2 separate regions of the Mus musculus genome follow, and region 1 is linked to region 2. Evidence: chromatin contacts called from public Hi-C data. All regions are on one chromosome and are shown on one strand. Each heading gives the region's core, a stretch centred on a gene start, on an enhancer-like site or on the middle of the called end of the contact. The rest is flanking DNA. Distances are from core to core; before and after follow the strand shown. Region 1 holds the start of Bmp7 (bone morphogenetic protein 7). Region 2 overlaps Bmp7 (bone morphogenetic protein 7).

Evidence for each region. A called contact is a pair of places that touch in the nucleus more often than the background predicts.
Region 1: a contact with region 2 is called in a Hi-C map of nephron progenitors, with 1.8 times the contacts expected there. The contact joins the promoter of Bmp7 here to the enhancer-like site in region 2. A contact is called at or near these places in 8 of 484 Hi-C or Micro-C datasets (Sertoli cells, cerebral cortex, embryonic fibroblasts and 4 more) and 10 of 115 datasets of contacts at active chromatin or transcription factors (the SCID.adh cell line, cardiomyocytes, double positive thymocytes and 5 more).

The regions. Positions count from the first base shown.
Region 1 is chr2:172,938,820-172,942,242 of GRCm38.p6, forward strand. It overlaps Bmp7 (bone morphogenetic protein 7), which reads right to left and starts at 1,502. Exons shown (of 7, transcript NM_007557.3): 1 at 836-1,502. The coding sequence starts at 1,250. It overlaps Gm40010 (a long non-coding RNA gene), which reads right to left and starts at 826. Exons shown (of 3, transcript XR_867069.2): 1 at 1-826.
Region 2 is chr2:172,888,093-172,891,444 of GRCm38.p6, forward strand. The region is part of intron 3 of Bmp7 (bone morphogenetic protein 7); the gene reads right to left. Among named protein-coding and RNA genes, the nearest start is that of Gm36254, 26 kb to the left of the region's middle. Within about 2 kb of position 1,324, at least 15 of the 459 cell types and tissues checked have an H3K27ac peak or open chromatin away from gene starts, as enhancers often do. A contact at or near this core is called in kidney and nephron progenitors, where this site is marked.

The DNA of each region.
Region 1 (3,423 bases), core at 252-2,751, 51 kb after region 2:
CGCACAGCTGCAGGGGGAGCTGTCTCAGACCAGCCGCAACCCAGCCTCGCATCACTCACTGGGTTGGCTGGAACTCCAGCAGGGAAACGGGTTCCCCAGCCATTCCATGGCGGCCTCTGTTCCGAGGTCCCCAGCCACCCAATCGCCAAAACCCGTGGTTTGCGCGCCACACGTGATAAACGCTGAAAATGGATTCTGCCCGCCCGGGACCTATCATTAAACATTTAAAATAGAAAACTCGCAATGGCAACGTTCTTTCCCCGGCTCCAGCCGAGAGTCCAAAGGTGGGCGACTGGCGGCTAGGCGAGGAGCCCCGCGGCACTCCGAGCGCACGCCGAAACCAGCGCTCCGCAATGGGACAGGTAGGGTCAGAGAGGGGAAGAAAAGGGGATGCGCGGGATGTCAGAACCAAGCTGGCCTCAGAGGGGCAGAGGAAAGGCGGGAAGGCAGCTTTGCCCACAAGGGCCCTTTAAATCCAGGTAGCGCGGGCCGCTGAAGCCGGTTCAGCTCACATGACCCAGCCGGGCGCTTTGAACTAAGCCGCTGCCGAGCCGGGACCTCCCGCCCCTGAGTGAGATGAACCCGCGGCGGAGCAGACAGAGACTCAGGGCTGGGGGTGCACCCTCCGGATAGCCCGGACAAACCCTCCGAGCCAGCAAGACTTATCCGAGACGCACAGAGCTTAAAGTCTACTAAGACCCCGGGGCGAAGAGTCTCTGGCGGGCACTGATGCTTTGCAAATGGAAAGGTGGACCACAGTGGCTGTAAGCAGAGACCCTCTCCCAGTCCCAAAGTGGCCCCAGTCTGAAATATATCCCCTCCCACCGCCACTCACCTAGGTTGACGAAGCTCATGACCATGTCGGCGTCAGTGAGGAAGTGGCTGTCCTGCAGGCTGGCTAAAGGGGGGCCCTGGGTACTGAAGACGGCCTTGTAGGGGTAGGAGAAGCCCTGTCCGTCCGGCCCGCTCTCCTCCACCGCCATGGCGTTGTACAGGTCCAACATGAACATGGGCGCCGAATTATGCTTTCCCTGGAGGTGCGGGCGCGGGCGATGGGGCAACCCTAAGATGGACAGGATCTCCCGCTGCATCTCCCGCCGCTCCTGGCTGCGGAGGCGCCGGTGGATGAAGCTGGAGTGCACCTCGTTGTCCAGGCTGAAATCGGCCAGGGCGGAGCGCAGCAAGAACAGAGGCGCCCAGAGCGCCACGAAGCTGTGTGGCGCCGCAGCGCGCAGCGAGCGCACGTGCATCGCGCCGGCTCTACGCGCGATCCGGGGCACCGGGCCCGCGCCGCCCCAGGTGGCAGCGGAGGGGGCAGGGCAGCGGTCCACGACCCGAGGTCACTTGCTGCAGGCGAGCTTCAAGGCGGCCTCGCCACACATGGCCACTCCCCGGCCGGCTGCGCTTTGCCCGGGACGCCCCTGTCCTTTACTCAGTTCTGGCCCGGGGCCCCTCGGCCCGCACTCGCCAGGACGCACGGCAAGGCTAGCACAGCAACTCCAGAGAGCGAGCAAGAGAGCGAGGAGGCGGGCCGGGGTGGGAGGAGCAGCAGCTTGCAGACCTACAAGTCCGGAGAGCGAGTGCCGGAGAGGCAGCTGGGCGCTGAGCGAACCCTAGCTCCCTCCTCCCGCTCTGATCGCGCTCGGGCCCGCGGGCACCAGCAACAAACCCCTTTCCGATCTCCCGCGTGCCCAATACAAGGGCCCTGCGCGCCCGGATCGCCCGCCCGCCGCCTCGGGAGCCCCGGAGTTGGGCGCGCTGGGGCCGGGGAGCGGGGGAGGAGCGGGAGGACTGACTTCCCCGCCCCTCCCGCTCCCGCTGCCTCCCACCTGCGCCTGTCCCCGCCCTCCCCAAGCCTGGCCCAATGGCTTCATTCATTCCTCCCAGGGCGCTCTACAAATATTTACCGAGTGCCCACCGGGTGTCCGGCACTGGGACAGACGCCGCAGGGACCCAGAGAGAAGAATCCCAATCTGCCCAGCTCTCTCGGGACTCGCACTTGGAAGTGGCCAAAGTGTAGCAACTAAGGGCTGTGCTAGGAAAGCATCCGGGAGGGAGCGCAGGAATCCGAGAAGGCTCCTCGGAGGTGGCCACTCTTGGACCTGGCTCATCTTTCGAACCGCCCCCCCCCCAACACTCCATTTGCTCCAGTCATGCAAAACCCCCTCGGTACCCCCACCGCTTGCCCCTCTGCTATCCTGGCTTTTGTTCCTCGGGGAACGTTCTCTCCCTGCCCCTCCCCCCTCGGGTGCCACTTCCTCTGGGAACCTTCCAGGACTGGCAGAGATAATGTGGAGATAAAGTTCTTTCTACACTTCACTCCCCCAACACACACACACATACACACACACACACACACACACACGCGCACACACACACACACACACACACACCTCCCCTCAAGTCCAGCACCCAAGGGATCCGGGCCCAGGTACTTCTCGGCTTTTCCTTCCCAAGTATCTTTTAACCCAAAGCCTTCAAACCCCAGATGCTGCAGCTCTACAGAGTACATAAGTGAAATCTGGGACTAGAGAATGTTCCCACCCCCCTCCTCTCTTGGGGGGGCGGGGTCCTGACATGAGTCCTTTGGTACCTCACTGTCTAACAACCCCACCCCTAGCCCCAGGTAGGGCCTGAGGAGTAGGCAGTTGGTACCCAAGTTCAGAAGAGCTCCCGACTGCATTTTCCTGTCTCAAAGGACTAGCCTCCCTCTCCTCCCAGGAGGAAACGTCCCAGACAGATACTGGGTCTCTCAGTGGATTGCTGCTCTTTGGAGCCTCCGTTTCCTAATCTGAAAAATGGGAGCAAAGCAGCCTTCACCCAGAATGGCAGTGAGTGAGTGGGGATGGTGAGCCAGGCTTCCTGCTTTGCTGAAGGTGGGCGACAAGCCAAGCGTTTCAGGGGTGGTAAAATGGCAAGTAGGGGCTGGGGAAGGGCCTTGAGTAGGGGGTCCCTCTTGAAGTCCTAGGGTGAGATGGGAAGCCTGGTCTTTCAGGCTTCCTGGAACAGAGATAACTACCTAGGTCTCTCAGGGCTCCTTGGTAGGAATTTTAGGTGATGTGACTGTCTGAGGGGCTAAAAGAGACATGCAGGTCTTAGCCCAGGCCTTGGATGCCACCAGTACTGAGTCCCTGGCCAGTGCAGACCTGAGAGGCCCCTCCCTGGACCTGCTGTGGTGGGTGATCTGAGGCCAAGCAGGCTGCGAGCTGGAGACATGACCTCCGGTGACCATGTTACAGTTCTTGATATTGAATAAACAAAGGGGCCCTGCCCTCATCCTGAAGGCTGTGTGTGGCCTTCTGTGGCCTGCATGGGTGCCACACACAGGCCAGGCAGGAGAACGTTGGGTGAGTGGGCAGGCAAGCATGGCAACCTCCACGGCTACCTGGTTCTTGGGCCCCTGGAAACACTAAGGACCTTCAG
Region 2 (3,352 bases), core at 74-2,573:
GAAAAACGGGGTCACCAGGCCTCACCCCCACAACATTCACCCATCCATCCTTCCCAATGCTGCATGTCTGTCTCTGGGAGCCGAGGTGTCCAGAGGGTATTGACTTCCGCCCCACACCACACGCTCGCCCCCGAACCCAGCTGTGACGCTTTGGTGACTAACGGGGGGGGGGGGGGCGCTACAGCTGGAAGGAGGGATAACAGGCAGGCTTTGCACACTGCCTGGGTGGTCTGGGAAGGGCACCTCTGACCTGGGACCTCCCCCAGGGCCAGATGGAGGAAGTGAGCATTCAGCAAGCCAGGGACTCTGCAATTTGCCATCCAGTAGGCTCTGACGTCAGGCCAGCAAACATCAGGCTTCCAGAAGGAACTCTGCGGCGTCCACACCACACACTCGGATGGAAGCAGATGTCCTGGAGCAGGGAGGGAAACTGAGGCCTGGCAGGCAATCAGCTCCAAATTCTGTCGGCCACCAGATGGGTCTCCTCCACCCACGTGGTGTCTGTGGCCTCAAGGTTTGGAGGTCTTGGTTTACTGTTAGTCAGGGTGAGGACTGGTTATCTGCCTCCTGGGATTCTGGTGTTCCCCTGAGCTTGACCTCTGCAGGAACTATGAAAACATCAAGTTCCCAGGGTGGGCACAGGGGACTCTCCTGCCAGCTCAAGGCCCAGCACACAGTAGCTTCTGGTCACCTGTGAGCCTTTTACCCATGTGGTTGCAGGAGGGGAAGTCTGTCAGCCATCCGGCTGTCTACATAAGCAGGGTGTCCTCAGAACGGGATAGGAAGGGTCCCAGTGCTGTTGTTACCAAGGTTACCAAGGTGCCCCGGAAGACAATCATGAGACACCCCCAGGGACTTGCTGGTGGTGCGTGCGAATGGGACCTATGCACCCAGATGACACTAAAGAACCTCTCACTGGAGACCACCGGATGGGGAAGACCACGAACCCGTCGGAAGGCTAGGAAGTGCCCAGTCATCCTGTCCTGTAGCCATCCCAGATGTCCTCACCCGCACAGCCAATGACCTCAGTGTATTGTCTGGATGGTTTAAGGGCAGTCCTTCCCTGGCCAGGTGACCAATGAAAGGCCTTCCTGGGAAAGCACTACACCTGGACAGGGACACCTTCCCTTCTGTCCCTTATCCAGGTACAGACAGAGCCTCACCCTGACGGCTCAAAATGTCTTTAGCTACCAGCCAGGAGAGCTCCGCTTCCAGATGAGCTGTTGATATTTGGAGCCCCGTGGGCTCTCTGGGTATCAGCTTCCTCGCCTGAGCCCGTTCATTTTCCTCAGCTGGCATTCCTCATCCTTAACAGACCGTGAACCCCTCCCTCCGAGGGGCACCTGTGGCTCCTCAGAAAGCACCAGCTGAGGAAGGCTGGTGCAGACCCCGTGCCATAAGCTCCCGCCAAAGTTATCTCTTTCAAAAGAGCCAATACGCCCAGCTTGGCAGGTTATCCGGTGTGTCTCCACAGCTATTCAACTCTGTGATCAGAGCTCAAGGGCTGCTGTGGACCACAGGGTCAGACGGGCATGACTGGTGCCACCAGACACCGGTCTGTGGATGATGAAGAGAGTATCACTGTTTGTGCCAAGCGGAGCTTTCTTCTGGTTTGTTGGAAATCATTTTAAAATATGAAGACTCGTGCTGGGGAGATGTCTCGGTGTGTCAAGTGCTCACCAATCAAATGCAAGGATGTGATTGGATTCCCAGCAACCACGTGAGAAGCAGAGCATGGCTGAATGCCTGGGTAGCCCCAGCACCAGGGTTAGGGGGGTGGAGTAGAGACAGGTAGATCCCTAAAGTTCACTTGGCAGCCTGTCTAGCCAATCAGTGAGCCGAGGTTCACTGTGCAGTATCTCTAGCCAATCAGTGAGCCGTGGTTCACTGGGCAGCCTCTCTAGCCAGTCAGTGAGCTGCAATTTAGGGAGGGCGGGACCCTGTCCAAAAGAAAAAAATTACGTGGAGAGAGCAACAGAGGAAGGCAGCTGACCTTGACCTCTGACCTCCACGTGCCCGTGTGAACATGTATCTATGCACACCCACCCAGGCATACTCACACCAACACACATGTAAACATTCACTCACACAGGAAAAAACAGACTCCAAAGTGAGAACAGCAGCCTTCAAGTCGAGCGTAGTCACCAGGGTGACGACATTCATTTACCAACTCCTGAGGCAGATGACGGAACTCCGGAACTTTCAAGAGGCCTGAGTAAGGCTCCGGGGCAGGGAAAGGGTAGAGACTGGGAGAGGGGGAGACAGCACAGTTTCAGAAAGCACAGAGATCCTAAACACTGCGGTCTACACTCAGCCCTGAACTTAGGTGAGCTTTCGAGAAAGGAATGTTCTAGAAGGTGGGGGATGGGAGGACATGGATAGTTCCAGTTCTCCACATCTTGCTCCCACAGCCCTGGGCCTCAGAAGAAAGAAAAAAAGGGGGGATACCTAAGCCAGACTGTCCTTGTCACCCTCAAGATTTTAGCGAGGGTCCAGACTGAAGCCATGGCCTCAGAGGGCCATGCTAAACTGCAGAGAGCTGGAACGAACAAAAGAGGACCACTGGAGCCCCAGGCAGATGACAGGAAGAGACAGTAGGGTGCAAGGTGGCTCAGTCAGTGAGGGGCTTGCCTCCAAAGCAGGAGGACCCGACTTTGATCTCCCAGAACCCATGTAGGGAAAAAGCCAGGGCATGGAGAGGCAATATTGCTTAGTGGGTAAAGGTGTTTGCCACCAAGCCTGACCAACTGAGTTTGGAATCCACACCATAGGAGAGAGCAGACTTCTTCAAGTTGTTCTTTCATCCTCGTGTGTGTGTGTCCTGTGCGTGCGCGCGCACAAATGTGAAGTTTCTTGTAAAAGCTGTGTTATTCCAACACCAGGAAAACGCAGATACCTGGGCTTCTTCGGCCAGACGACCCCACTTACTTGGTGAATTCAGCCCAGCAGAAAAGGACTGGAGCCTCAGTCCTCACCACGGAGGAGAAACCATCAAACCTCCAGCCTTTATGGCGGTAGTGACAACCACAGTTTATCCAGGCTACACCTGAGTTCTGACCGTTCATAGAATGGTCCAGGATCCAGCATCCAGCATCCAGCATCCTGGGAAGACAAGCTTTCCTGTACTTCACACCTAGTCTAGTTGAATCTTCATTTTGAAAGGTACCCTGGGAGATCCTCTGGGAAGCACACATGTGCCAGAGTACACGTGTGGAAGACGCCTTGCATGAATCCTACTCTATGGGGCTCTAGGATTAAATTCAGTCAGTTTAGCGCTAAGTGTCCCCACCCCTCTCGATGTTCCTCCTGAGACACAATTTTAAATCTCTCCCTCATAGCAACTCATGAAATC